Regions from separate parts of the Siniperca chuatsi genome. Here region 1 is linked to region 2. Evidence: chromatin contacts called from public Hi-C data. All regions are on one chromosome and are shown on one strand. The core of a region is the stretch at or near the end of the contact, and the rest is flanking DNA. Distances in the headings are between cores, read along the strand shown. Region 1 has its middle 9.5 kb from the start of fam110d. Region 2 holds the start of LOC122881787.

What was found. Hi-C and Micro-C count contacts between places; a contact is called where the count stands out from the background.
Region 1: a contact with region 2 is called in a Hi-C map of an unstated tissue, with 4 times the contacts expected there. The contact joins the enhancer-like site here to the promoter of LOC122881787 in region 2. A contact is called at or near these places in 3 of 3 Hi-C or Micro-C datasets (liver, skeletal muscle and an unstated tissue).

Annotation. Positions count from the first base shown.
Region 1 is chrLG9:8,145,137-8,152,684 of ASM2008510v1, reverse strand. No RefSeq gene overlaps it. Among protein-coding and RNA genes, the nearest start is that of fam110d, 9.5 kb to the right of the region's middle. Within about 2 kb of position 1,519, the one cell type or tissue checked has an H3K27ac peak away from gene starts, as active enhancers do. A contact at or near this core is called in liver, where this site is marked.
Region 2 is chrLG9:8,084,495-8,091,412 of ASM2008510v1, reverse strand. LOC122881787 reads right to left here and starts at 3,091. Exons shown (of 4, transcript XM_044208399.1): 1 at 2,798-3,091. The coding sequence starts at 2,863.

The sequences.
Region 1 (7,548 bases), core at 270-2,769, 63 kb before region 2:
CCCCAAAATCAAAAATACATATTTTCCCTCTTACCTGTAGTGCTATTTATCTAACTAGATTGTTTTGGTGTGAGATGCCAAGTTTTGGAGATATTGGCCGTAGTGATGTCTCGAATATAATGGGACTATATGGCACTCGGCTTGTGGTGCTCAAAGCGGCCAAAAAAAAACATTTGAAAAACTCTGTGGATTATCTCGAGTAACTGTGTCATGACTTCTGGAAAGAGGCATTGCTGTTGAGTTTTTCAAAATCACTTTTTTGGCACTTTGAGCACCACAAGCCAAGTGCCATATAGTTCCATTATATTCAAAAAAGGCAGATGTCTCTATGGCTAATAATTCCAAAACTCTGCAACTCACACAATCTAGATGGATAAATAGCACAACTGGTAAAAAGAAAAATATGTATTTTTGATTTTGGGATGAACTGTCTCTTTAAACACTCAACACAACACACACAACATACAAACCCATATTTATACCTATGTCAAGTAAAACCAGGGGCTGAAGGAAGAGGCAGGACAACATAAACACTTGCATTTCCTTTCCACTCCTCTTTTTATCTCCTTTCATCCCTCTCTCTCTCTCTCTCTCTCTCTCTCTCTCTCTCTCTCTCTCTCTCTCTTTATTTTCTCCTGGATTTTTCCAACTCCTGCTGACACAGTTGCAAATCAGTCAGGTTAGATTCCTACTCTGACGATCCTCATCTGTAAGTGGGTGTGTGTTTGTCCAAGTGATAGAAGCTAAAGAGGCAGTGTTTGTTAGAGAGAGACAAATTCCTCTCAAAAGTGAAAGGCATTCAATCTGCCATTTGCTATCATTCAATGGAAAGTTTACTTTCCAAAGTAAATAATTCATATGACGCATGTCTTTGGCATCTGTGAAGCAAATTTCCATGGGGTTTCCCAATATTATAGACTCAAAATAACTTTATAAATCTTGCAAATCAATCATGTTTCCCACTGATACATTCATTCATTGTTTAGACTCAGGTTATTGTTCTACCAAAATATCAGATCCAGATAATCAAAAGAAAACATGACTCCTGCAACCTAAAGTTAACAAGGAAGTGAAGTAATAACAGAACTGTATTATTTTCCACATTCATGAATCACCAGATTTCCACAAAAAATTCCTGTCTTTCACTTGTCTTCTCCGAATTCGGATCACTGCAAGAAGTCATGGCCTACAATAAGTATCACATTCTTGCCACTGTCGCCAAGTGCTTGCTCTTGGTGGGAATTGTTGGGTCTCTGTAAATAATATTATAAAAAGTACGGTCTAGACCTGCTCTTAAGGAAAAGTGCAATGAGATAACTTCTGTTAGGAATTGGCGCTATATAAATAAATTTAACTGAACATCCATGTCTGTCTCTTTCAGAAAGGATTATGAATTCTTGGACTTTTTCAGGCAGGGTCAATGTTCTCAGGGTAGTCGTTGTAAAACATGGTGAGGTAAATTTCCACTCACTGTGTTGACAAGAGGGAAGATTAAGGTGTCAAGTAGGTAAATAAAGCCTGATACCTGATAGATGCTGCGGACTTTGTGTTTGTGTGTGTGTCCGTGTGTGTTCTGGTTTGTGTCACTCACTAAAATGGGGCTGTCTCTTTCTGTGAGCAATGAGACGAAACCAGAGAAGGGCTCTGTTTCCTGTTTATAGCGTCTTCGTTGTTAATGCTTTGTCCCTGGAGACAACACAGAAACCTCCAGCTGATAAAATGAGCAGTAGAAGGGTTAAGAATAACAAGAGGACAAACAGATTTGAAGTTACAATGGTGTTTTTTTGCCATAGCTAATCTCTTATTAGTGACATCAGGATAGTAATCATGTAGCACTATCTGTAAACATGGTGCTACTTTCCTACTAGAAACTTTTACAGTCTCGTCTGTCTGTTTTAAAGAGTGTGTGCTTGATTACCTGTCTTTTCACCTTACAGCACAGCAAATCAATTAAAGATTGATGGGATGAGGTGCAACAGAACACCAGTGAAATATGACTCTGTCAAATCAAAAGTGTAACCTGTTGTTTGTGAAGTATAGCAAAAAGAAATACACATTTATTTCCGCTATTATACAAGGACAATCATGTATAATAATTTCAGCAGGAAAAGGTATACAACAAGAAAAAGAGGATCCTCTGTGACCAATAATGCAACAAGGGTCAATTAGGGCAAAGCTCCCACACAAAATGACAGAAGATACTGACCAAAGCAGACTTGTGACCTTTGAAAACAACCTGTGAGTGGGAGGTCTGACGCAAAAGGCAGAGATGGAGGTCAAGCTCCATTTGACATTGTTTCGGGGGCATAAAGGTCTCAGGTCTCCAAGCAAGGCCTAACCTGAACTGTTTAGCCACCCGATAACCCCTTAAGGATGCTTTATAGATGAGGCAGTCCAGGGTATTGGCAAAAAGGTGAATATTTTTATATTTAGAATCTCACAATTTTAAGAATGGATGGACTCTTAACCCTTTGTGTTAGCGTTGGTCCCAGAATCAACTTAATGAGCAAAACAGGACTCCTGGAAACACTGGACCAGCGGTTCCCAACCTTTTTTGTCTGATGTACCCCCACAGGTGTTCTGAATGTTCTGATTTTAAATTTGGGTGTTATTTAACACTATTAATAATATTAAATTGGATAATGTAACAATACATTTTTCATACAAGTTATAGTGATCACGGAATTGTGGCTGTTTAGGATTTGTTTCTTTTTTTACAGTAGGTACTGAACCATTACCACTTGGAGTGGCAGAAGCTGGACGTTTCAACCATTTATCCATTACCTTTAGCTATCCATTTTGACTTCGATACTCGCTTGCTAACTAGTTTTCACCCTCTCAGCACATGGTGTTCAGAAGTCACAACTGAAGCTGGAATTAGAGTTCTACTAAGATACACATAAATGACTTGGCATACCTTTGCTTAGAAGGGTGTTATGGGTAACTGTAGATCAGACAGAGACTCGCAGAGAAGCTGACTTGTACACCTCCCAACTACAACAACGCGTCGTGCAGACCGGCAAGTTGTACATACATGCCTTGAGTCATGTCGGTGGGTGATGTGCCCTGTGCAGTGTAATTGGTAGTTATAAGTTAGCTGAGCAACTGTTTTTCACATGTTTCAACTTTAGAAGAAGATTCCTAACTTAGAATCCCTGCACTAGGCAATCTATGCAATACGCTACACAATTAAGACACTGGTCAAGCTGAGTGTTTTGTGGATTTACCACTGGCCTCAAGCATTGTCAAACTTCTCCTTTATGTCAACAACTCTGTACTGGGCAATGGTCCCTGTAATGGTCACATAAAGGGTGTCAGTGTGTCAGACCCTGGTGTCAAAAGCAGTTGTATCCAGTTTAATGGAGGCACCTTGATTTAATGACCATGTGACATTAGGCATGGGAGTACCCTGAGGTTATCCATGGCTGGAGCCAGACTGTGCGTCTGCCAATTTGGCCCTGTCTCACCCCTTAATGCTCAAACTGTGGGTCAGTCTTCTCTATGCACCCCTCAGGGAAGCTTGGACTGGTCCACAATCTGCTGATTAGGGGGCACTAAAGCTTCCTGCAAGAGCTTTAGCAGATCAAAGAGCAGAGGACGGTGGGCAACTCAAACCAAGGACCCAAGTTAAATTCAAGATAAGCCTCCAAGTTTCACCATGGGCCAATAGCTGTAGACAATGTGATTTTGATTAAGGCTGATGGCACTGGGAAAATCCATTCTCTTTGAAACTCCACAGGGTTAAAAGCTAAGACCACCTCTGTGACTGACAGCACTGAAACATGGGAGCTCACAGACTGCATCAGGGCAACATTTGGCAAAGAACAGAATCAAAGATCTGTAAGCGTTGTGAACTCTTGCAAGGTTACACACAGTATTGGCAAATGCCCTGCTGGGACACATTATGAAATGCCTTCCTCTCTGTACATGTGTGAGCTGAACAAATTAACATGAAACATTTGCCGTCGTTTCAAGCGACTGTAAATTAGTTTCCTCCAGGGCCACAAACTCATTAGAGGCAAACAGACATTCTCTCAATAGAGTTAACATTATACAAAGTTGTAAATTCAGATGGTGTGTTTGATAAATGGCTGTCATTTCAAATCAAGCCCTACCAAATAGAAGAGTAGGACAATAAAGGGCTTCATATCTGTATCCTTGGCTTTGATCCATGACTTGTGATTTCATGGTCATTTGGACACTGGTTGAAATACAACTCACATCTTGGCAAAGATGCTAGTTGCTTGTTACTGTCCTCGTCAAAAAGGCAACGAACACTTTGACACCTGGGTGTGAAGCCTTTGGCCCGGCAGCAAGCTGCTGCACTCCAACCCTCATTAACTAGAGCACCATTTGGTGAACACATGGGTGATCCAAACAGTTCCAAGCCCCCATCAATTAAAATTTTAACTGTTTAACAATACCATATGTTTCAAATTATATCATAACGCTTTCTTGCTGTCTTTAATACCAAAAAACATTTGAGTATGCAGAGTTCTGATCCAAAAGATCTGTTAAAGTTTAAATCAACTTCATGAAAGATCTACTTGTGTGAGCCTAATCAGAAACAAACAAGAGACGAGCAAACTGCGCCACATCACCACGCCTCACGTCGCTAAAAGATATGTCCACTTAGTCTCATGTTTTGGGACAAGATAGGTGTTGACAAGCATCAGTTTATCCACATCCGACCACCCCGCTGTTCAAAAAGCCGAACCGCTACATAAGGTAAATGTGAACCCATGCATGTCCCCACAGGCTGGGCCTCCTACATGGTAAAAGGTCTGTGTCTCCTGTTGAGGGACAAGCAGAAAGGAAGGCAGAACTTCCATCCCTGAGGGGACAATAGGGCCTGTCACAGGGCCACTTACCCTGCTCAACACCTCTGCCACAGGACAGGTGATGAGACTTCTGTCTTCCTGCAGGGGAGAGGGATAAATCAGAGAGAACTATCGGACCATAGAGAGATGGACAACATCCTCTTTCAGTCGGCTTCATCCGAGGGTGAATTACAACAGGAAAAGCTGTTGAGGCATGACTGTCTTTAGATGAGGCTTTGTTTAGCTTGTTTGCTAACTGTGGGATTTAGGCTTAATCTGTAAACCATCTCTCCCAGATGACCCTAATGCTTGGCGTAGCTCATTACTTACATACAGGAGCTATACATCACCAGGCAACCAGAATACATGTGGAAACCATTTTGATTTCACCTGGTCCCTCTGCTGTAGGGGTACAGTTGAGGCGGAAATGGCCAGGTTAGGATGTGGAGTGCTCCATAATGATACTAATTGGTGGTGTAGATGTAAAATAGGCCCAGGTTTATAGGTTTGAGCTGCTGTGTCTTGAGAGGAAGGTGGTGAGTTTTGCAGACTGAGGCGATTGGCCTGGATCGAGATCCACATCTGTTCTGAGCCAGCTGTTGGACAGATTCTTTTGGAGTGCATGGGCAGGCTGTGATCAAGACCTTTGAAGAATTTTGCTTCCAGTAAGCACTGACTGTCCAAATTAATCCTTCATTACAGGGCTGAGTCTTTTCCAACTTACTGCAAAACAGGAAAAACACCCTCATATGATTTTCAGGCTATAGACTTTCCAAAAGTCTATAGCTAGTCTAAAGTGTGAAATATGAATTGCAAGGTAACATCTTACAGTGGGAAAAATGTGCTGTCACAGTTCCATTGACAGTTCATAAGATCATAAGATGAGAAAATAAGGCATGATAATTTAGATGCATTCAAAAGCCGACACCCAAACTAATTTATAGTTGGTTTTACGAGTTTGTACTTTTCTATGAAAAACAGCACCTGTGTTTAGCTTGAATTAGTATGTTGGTTACACTAAATTCAATTAATGACGTTTGAAGTTTCACAGCAGGAAAAAAGAAGAAAGAAAAATATCTAAACATCCATAGAAACCTCTCACTCCTGTAACATAATGTAAAGCCCTAGAAGGCAAAGTTGTGGTTTTGAGCTATATTAACAAAAATGACTTGACTTGAAAACAACGGATTCATTGACTTGGAATCCATAGTTACCAACATGAATTATATAATTATAATGTGTTTTATGTTCACGTCTGTGTTCTGTGTTTTACCTGGCTGCAAGTTATAGTTCAATCTGACCACAGCTGCTGTTGTTTGTGATGGATCAAACTACAAAAACATTTTACAGCCACCTTTCAAACCTACATGAGGCGAGTAGTTGATACTCAAATGTTTAATTTTGGGTGGGGTATCACTTTAATATCAGGACTTTTATAAGACAACATAGAAGGGTTCTTACACCAAAATCACAATGTTTTTGTCTTGTTCCAACAAACAGCCCAACGTTTACAGTGTTCAATATTATTGCAGGTGGCAGAGCTGCCATCTAGACATGACAACCTTTCCAGCCATCCAGCTGACAGACACTGACCCACACACAAAAACTAATCCCCTACTTTCCAGTGTTTGTTTTCATAGAAATCCTGAATGTGTTGGTTTGGGTTGTTTATGTGGAGACCTATTGGGTGACTGACCTCTAAGTCTGACTGCAGTGTGCTTTTCATAATGCCAGCTCCTTCTCTGGCGAGGCCCTTCAACGTCTGGTATTGTTTTACCACAGGAAAGATGTTCTGCCAAAGGCTATGAATCCCTGAGCCAGAGAATGTCTCACTATGTGATGAGATAGCTGCTTTTCTCTGTTCTCACACAAATATTGATCTTTAATATTAGGAAATATTATACACAAGGGGGCACAAGCCAGTGTCTTCTTGTGCCAGTCCCAAGTCTGGATAAATGCAGAGGGTTGAGTCAGGAAGGGCATCCGACGTAAAACACATGCCAAATTAAAAATGTGAATCGTGAAAAAGAAGAAGATTACTGCTCATTCTCATTGTACACTTTGGATTCCCATCACATTGTGACTGTCTTCTTCATCAAACAATAAGAGCTGTGAGTTATCCAGAGACATGTCAGCAGATGGCTCTGATCCACAACACAGCACTTCACACCTCTCTAGGATTCGACTACAACCCAGGCATCAATCAGAGCTGTGGCATGAAGGAGCTAAAACAAAACAATACTTCGTGTACATCCCAACAACTGTGGTGCTGGGTCAACAATTCTGACATATTCAGGACTTTGCGAACATCTTCCTCCCTTTTTTTGTTTCTTTTTCCTTCCTTTTTGAGCAAGATTGTGAGCACTAAAACAAAACAATGTAGGGGCATGCTATTCCTCGACTAGATGTAAACTGCAAACAAAATGCGTCGTAACCGGCAGGAGTGTGGTGGGGAGAAGGGTAAAGGTCAGCACAAAGGGTAAAATAAACAGTAGAGGACACACTGATGCAAGCATGTTTAGGTCAACCACCAGGTCTGGGTCTTAAGTCACTACACTCATGTAGAGATGAGGAGAGAAAATGATTACTGTGTGAGATCTTGTAGTGGATATAATCTTCTGGATCCACCTATAGCCCTGAAGATGAATTGACTGCATTTGTTTTGTAGAACACTTAATGCTGCCCGGATTACATAAAAAAAAAAAAAAATCAACATAACAATATAGAA
Region 2 (6,918 bases), core at 1,842-4,341:
ATTATTCAATTATTATCACTGATGCATTAACATGTATGGAGCATGTTAATGTTGCTGCTGGTCGAGGTGGAGCTTATTTTAATTATTTCATATACTGTTGGGTAATTTAAATGTTCATTATTGTTTAGTATGTAAAATCTTAATGTTTAAAACAACTAGTAACTATAGCTGTGAAATAAATGTAGTAGTAAAAAGAACAATATTTCCCTCTGAAATATAGTAGAATAGTAGAAGTATAAAATAGCAGGAAGATAGAATAGTGATGTAAAGTACAAGTACCTCAAAATTGTTCTTAAGTCTTACTTGGGTAAATGTACTTAGTTACTTTCCATCACTACTTGCAGGTGTGTGAATGATCATGGACATAATATGTGAGATATTTACAGAGGCCAAATTCTATCTGGAATTCAAATAATGTGCATAAATTAAAACATCAGTATAGATGTTTGACAAAATTCTTATCACAAGGTCCACTTACTTGTTTTTTCTGGAGCTTTCGGCCACATCTTGTGCCCTTCGTCATCGAATGGAGTTTTTTACGTACTGAGTGTGTGAGATGAAAGCTCAAATGTGGCTGAAAGCTACTTCAGATAGTGGACCTTCAGATAAGAAGATTTTTTTGTCAAATTGCTGTTTTCAAGGTCAAGAATGAACCTTCAAACTCAGTAGAGATATGGAAGAAAACGTAATTTTCACAATATGTGAAGATATTATTATACCAAACCAGTTTTTTTGTCATGTTAGAGAAACGTTTCTCCTCACTTAGTGTCAGAGAGAAGAACTACTACACTGGAGCAAAAGACAAATATTCAGTTTAATTAAATTATTTTGTTACACATTTTGTTTTTTCACTTCATACTCATTAATTAATTGTCTTTGTGTGTTGTGATGCATACCCCCAGAATCCTACACATATCCTCTTCTTTCCTGGATCTGGTTTCACTTTCACTGGTATTTTCTTATTAATTACTGGCTGGATGTTTTCCAAAAGCAAATACTAAAGAGAAACATACCATATAAACTGTTACAGTATATTGTCGTTGCCTTTGATTACCACAAGGTGGCTCAAGAGTCCTTTACGTTGAACATCTGGTTTTGGACATTGTGAGGAAGCAGTCATGTCTAATATTTCAAATGTGCAGTGATTATTAATAATATTTTTTCATCACGTTACAATCTGCAAATGCTGATATAAAGTAGTGAGGTAAATATGCCATAATTTAATTAATAATACCAAAAAAATACACCATGGGTAAAAGTGGCATTGTAGCAAATCTTTAAAACAAATTTAAAGCTAAAAAGAAGAAACAATGGGCTTTGATTGCTTCACTGATCATATAGGGTTCATCGCATGGCAGTTTAAAAATATTCTTTATGTACCTGCTGAAGTAGTCTGATTTGTGATTACTTTGTTTGATTTGATTAGTTTCATGACAAAGTTCATCAAAGCTAATAATCATTTTTATTGCCATAATTGTTCTGTCTTCTGTCGGACAGTTGACTGTTCAAAGACGTGTCATTGTTGGAATTCTTCCAGTCCAAAGGTGAATGTGAATGTGGGTCAATACCTTTGTCGCACAGCAGCACGTCTTGATATATCTGTACATTAGCAAACTATTTGTATTTGAATGTTTCCTTGAGTACTTGCGGAAACCTGTTGTCAGTAACATTTAGATCCTTTACTTATGTAGAAGTTGCAATGCAACAGTGTAAAGATAACGCATTACAAGTAAGTCCTGCATTCGTAATTTTACTCGAGTAAAAGTATGTAAGTGTTGTCAGTAAAATATACTTTAATTATGAAAAAGTACTCATTGTGCAAAAAAAATGTATTATATATTATATTAGCCTATATTACTGGAGTTTTTTTTACTGATGTCTTTACACATCTATGGCAGATGAAGTGTTCATATCATTTACATAAGTAAATTAACAATACCGAAGTGTAAATATACTTAGTTACAAGTAAATGTCCTGCATTCAAAATGGCAGTTAAGTACAGAGGTATTATCAGTGAAATGTACTTAAAGTATTAAAAAGTAAAAGTACTCATTGTGCAGAAAAAATGACCCTTTTGAGTGTTATTGTGTATTGTGTATATTTAGTCATTAATACTGACACTTTAATGTGCAAGTAGCATTTTATTGTTGTAGCTGTTTATATACATGTAGTTTAATCTATAACAATGCACTATATCTTATGTGTAAGTTTAAATTAAATTGATCTTAATATACAAAGTAACTGCTGATAAATAAATGTAGTGAAGTAAAAAGTGCAATATTTCCCTCTAAATTGTAGTGGAATAGAACTACAAAGTAGCATAAAATGGAATTACTCAAGTTAACTGCAAGTGCTTAAAATTATATTTAATTACAGTACTTGAGTAAATGTACTCAATTACTTTCCACCAATAAATTTACAGTATGTGGAAGCAGCATTTCAATGTAGTTGGTCAAGGCAGAGCTAATTTTAATTTCTTTATATGCTGTTGGGTAATGTATAACAATGCGTCGTATTTGCTTAGCTCATCATTGGTTTTGTGTGTAAAATGTTACTCTCCAAAGTAACAAGTAATTATAGCTGTTAAATGAATGTAGTGGAGTAAAAAGTACAATATTTGCCTCTGAAATGTAGTGGAGTACAAGTATAAAGTAGCATAGAATGGAGATACTCAAGTAGCTCAAAATTGTACTTGTAAATATACATAGTTACGTTCCACCACTGGCTGTTGCTATGAATGCATTAATGTTGGTGAGCAAAATACCACTAAACCATGATCTGCGTGTGGTGTACATACACTATAGAACTCACAGGTCAGTGCAGATGAACCAGGCGATCCTCCTCCATAACGTGTCACATGCATTGCTAATTTGGAGTCGAGGACCTTTGCAGCAGGCGACAGCTCACATCTGTGCTCGTCCTTCTTCTCAGCTCCCAGTATCTTGTCACCCCCCTCTCACCCCCTCCTGTCTGGTGTCCACGTAATGCTCGTCCATTTAAGAGCCTGTTGTTCAACCTCCTGCAGCGACTTGGATTGGACAGTGAAATTCCACCAGTGTGTGTGTGGGCCTGGACTTTACAAGGCTGATGTATGCTCACCAGTCAGAATGTTTATAGCCCTAAATAGACCTGAATGTAAAGACAGAGCCATAGCAAGATGAAAACTGGCTGGTCTTCAAACACAGTATGAGCCGTGTGTTGAGTAAAGGGGTTTGACATGGAGCCTGCTGAACTTTGCTGTATTTTCTCTGCTGTGTGTAGTGTCAGAAAAACCTGACTGAAATACTGTAGTGTTGAAGGTCAGGGCAAATGTAACTCAACATTTCAGGTTAAAAACATCTGGAATCCACTTTTAGCTCCAAGTATATTGAGCAGTTTGCTGACGCAGTGAAATTTCAGTATGCAGGTCAGTAGGTCAGACTGTAGGACAGCTGCTTGGACTAATGTGCATGTGCAGTTTGTCCTTTGGCTTATTTAATAAAGTAGATTAAATGAATATTATTCACTTTCTTGCCAAGAGTTAGATGAGAAGATCAAGATCTGTACAGAAAACATGACGCTACAGCCAGCAGCCACTTAGCTTATCTTAGCATAAAGACTGGAAAAAGGCTCTGTCCGAAGGTAAGACACCTCTGCTTGCTAATTAAGGTAGAATTTATTGTCATTCTCTCCATATACAATATTCAGTATACAGGGGAACAAAATGTGTTTCTTCAGTGCTACGGTTTACTCAATAAAAACAAATGCAACAATACATAAAACAAGTGTAAAGTGCAATAAAGTGAAAGAAGTATTAACTTGAGTAAAGTGCAATGAATGAACAATGTTCATCTCATTTGTTTAAAGGAGCTATATGTAAGACGTGGCCACCTGTCGAATTCATACTCCAAACAAACTGGGGGTAGCATGTCACCAGAAAGTTGGGGTGTCCACACCTATCGTAAGAAACAAGGAAATGCACAGTCCCTCCCATAGGTCTTTCTTTCTTTCAACAAATAGCTAATTTAGCAAACATATCAACACTGTCAGTAATTAGCTAGCTTTAGAAGCTATCACTAAATAGCCAACATTAGCTTTAACAGCTGTTTACTTACCAGTCTAGAAGAAACATTGCCAGTTCAGCATCAAACATCAGCTGTTAGAGGTCTGAAGAGGTAAAACTACAGCATGCCACAAGAAATAAGAAAAGTCAGAAAACAAAATCTAAATTGAAGTAGCATGAAAAATATTTTTCTTGTTTTATGTCCTATTAATCATGTTTTGATCCCTCAGACTTATTTTCCTTCCCCAGGTCAGGAATTACTGTTGTATACTTTCAGTCTTAATCAAGCATTTATTTGATCCAGTGGACGTTCATAAACAAGTGATTGAAAAGTACTGGGGCAGTGCTGCAGAGAGAAACATTTCCCCGTGTGGGATTAGGATTAGGGTCATAATCTGTGTCATCCCGAGTGAAACCACCAATGTTTCTCCTCAAATTTTCAGTTAATCTAACAACAGTAACACCTTTTAATTTTTGTTTGTTAAAATGGTGTCATGTCTTAAAATGTCAGTCGGGTGAAAGTTGGACCACATACAGTTTGTTTATGCAAATAAAAACAAGGCCTACATGTAAATGTCACGTGCTTTGTTGGTAAGGTGTGGTCATCTACATCAATTTAAACAACAAAGAAAAGTCCCACTCAAAAAGTAGACAAGTAGTAAATCACCACAGACTTGCTAAAACATTTTTTATCTGGAGTTTTTTTCTCCATAGACACACCGGATGTGTGGATTTTTGTAAACCCATATTTGACTTGTGTATTGATCACCTTATTTGTGAGGGAAAATACAGCTTGATAAAGTTAGCCATAAATGGAATAATGGACACATGACTTCTGAAAAATGTCAGATTAGTAGGACCTTGCCACATTGGAGAACAGACGTACATCCGTACTTGTGTACATGCACGTGACCTGCATTTGTTTGTCTCTTTTTGTACACACATGCATGTTTAAAAGCAAGCTGTTAGATGATGCAATGCCATGCATGTTGCATAAACACCTCTACTTGCACGCATCACACATTTGTCTATGTTCTTCTAATGTTTTACGAGGCCCTGCAGACGTGTGAGTTTCGGCACCGACACTTCCTATCATGCCAACTGTTGTGTAATGCACAATAAAATGCCCATTCACAGCTCCTCCCAAAACAGGATTTTTCTGTTATGTTTCCTTCAGGTTTTACATAAGAACTCTCATGGTTATTAGTCCTCTTCCAGTTTACTGTGGTTATTATCACATCCTGCACTATAGTATGCATGCAGTTTAAGAAACAAAAGGACATTTCTTAAATAAACATAAATGTTCTTATTCTGATGTAGTTTTTCTTACTGTCTGACCTTGTGTAAAAACAATATTTTGGAGAGTTAGGGTTTGCAGGTAGGAAAAACTCAGCAGGGTGCAGATTTAACAATGAACGATGCGTTTATTGGTAGCAACATCGACAATGCAGAAGGCCCATCTATGCACTCAAACATCACCAATCATTCACTAATAATAACAGCAATGGGAGTGTGGAAACTTAATGGAGCACAACGTAGAACACAACAACACCAATAACAATGCAGGAACACAAATAAAACTAGACTCAATCGATTGTCCCAGTGCATGCTGGGAGGCTTCTCCATACAACTGCCCAGTGGGATGCTACTAAATACTTTTTGTTTTATTACACAGCTGCTCAAGATCTCATTGTCTGAGATACCAGTGTGTCTTTTGTATGATTTCACCAAGAACGCAATGACAAGATAACTGTTTTAAAGGGAAATACTGCTCACTCTAAGAGTTCATATGCTTTTATTATCATTCATGACAATCCAAAATAGACATTGATGAATCAAGCTGTCATTTCATACATGCACACAGTACTCTAGTTACTGTGACGTACTAGATCAACACAGTCCATCCACAAACATCACTTAAGCCTTTGTTATGAGCTGCAGGTTTACAGAGTCCTGACCTGTGCTTTGTCTTTGAACACACACACATGCACACACAAACAAAACTTCTCTTCGTATATGTTATCCTTCCAAAACAGGCCACGACGAAAGGTTGATCTCTCAGTAAATAGTGAAGCATTCCAGTGACTGACTGGAGCCGCTGAGGTGTAAGACAGATGATTAATCACCATTTCACCAGCAGAGAAAGAGTGGGTGAGTCCACTGACCAGTTCAAATCAGCTCAAGAAAATCTTTAGATTAGATGCAACTAATCAAACATATTTTCATGAGAATGTTATCAGTGTTGATAGTAGGACAAGAAGTTGTTTCGACATGTTAAATCATCATCCCATAATGGTAAATTCAAGATGACAAAGTAAAAAAATCTGCATTTGTTTTATCGCTTCTGCATTTGTCTTAATTTAAGGAGGATTTCATCAGCATTCCGAATAGACAACAAAAATTGATCATGGTTCTGCTTTTAGCCAAGCCAGAAAGTAAAAAAAAACAAACAGATTTTTCAAATAAATTGACTTTAGCGCTATAATAACATTGATAACTTATATAAAGTTATAACAGAAGAACCACCTTGAATGTGTTTGGGAGGGTCCGAGGGCATGGCAGGTGAACCTACAGTTTACAGGGCCTGAGGGTGATATAAATATATTCAGACCTGTTGTTGCTGTGAGCTGTTGAACTCACTTACATGACATACTTTAAGAGAGATGATACTCTGGTTTAACACTGTTACCATAATCAAAAGGCATGCAGTGGTGTCATCAGTTCAAGGACTATCAGTCCACTATTAGTTTTGCATGTTTTAGACCATGAACATTACTACCATTTTCCAAACCATACCATATATATTTCGTTTTCTTGTCAATATAGGTTTTAGCTATGCTAGCAATGTGGCTCTAGGGATGGCAATGTTCACCACT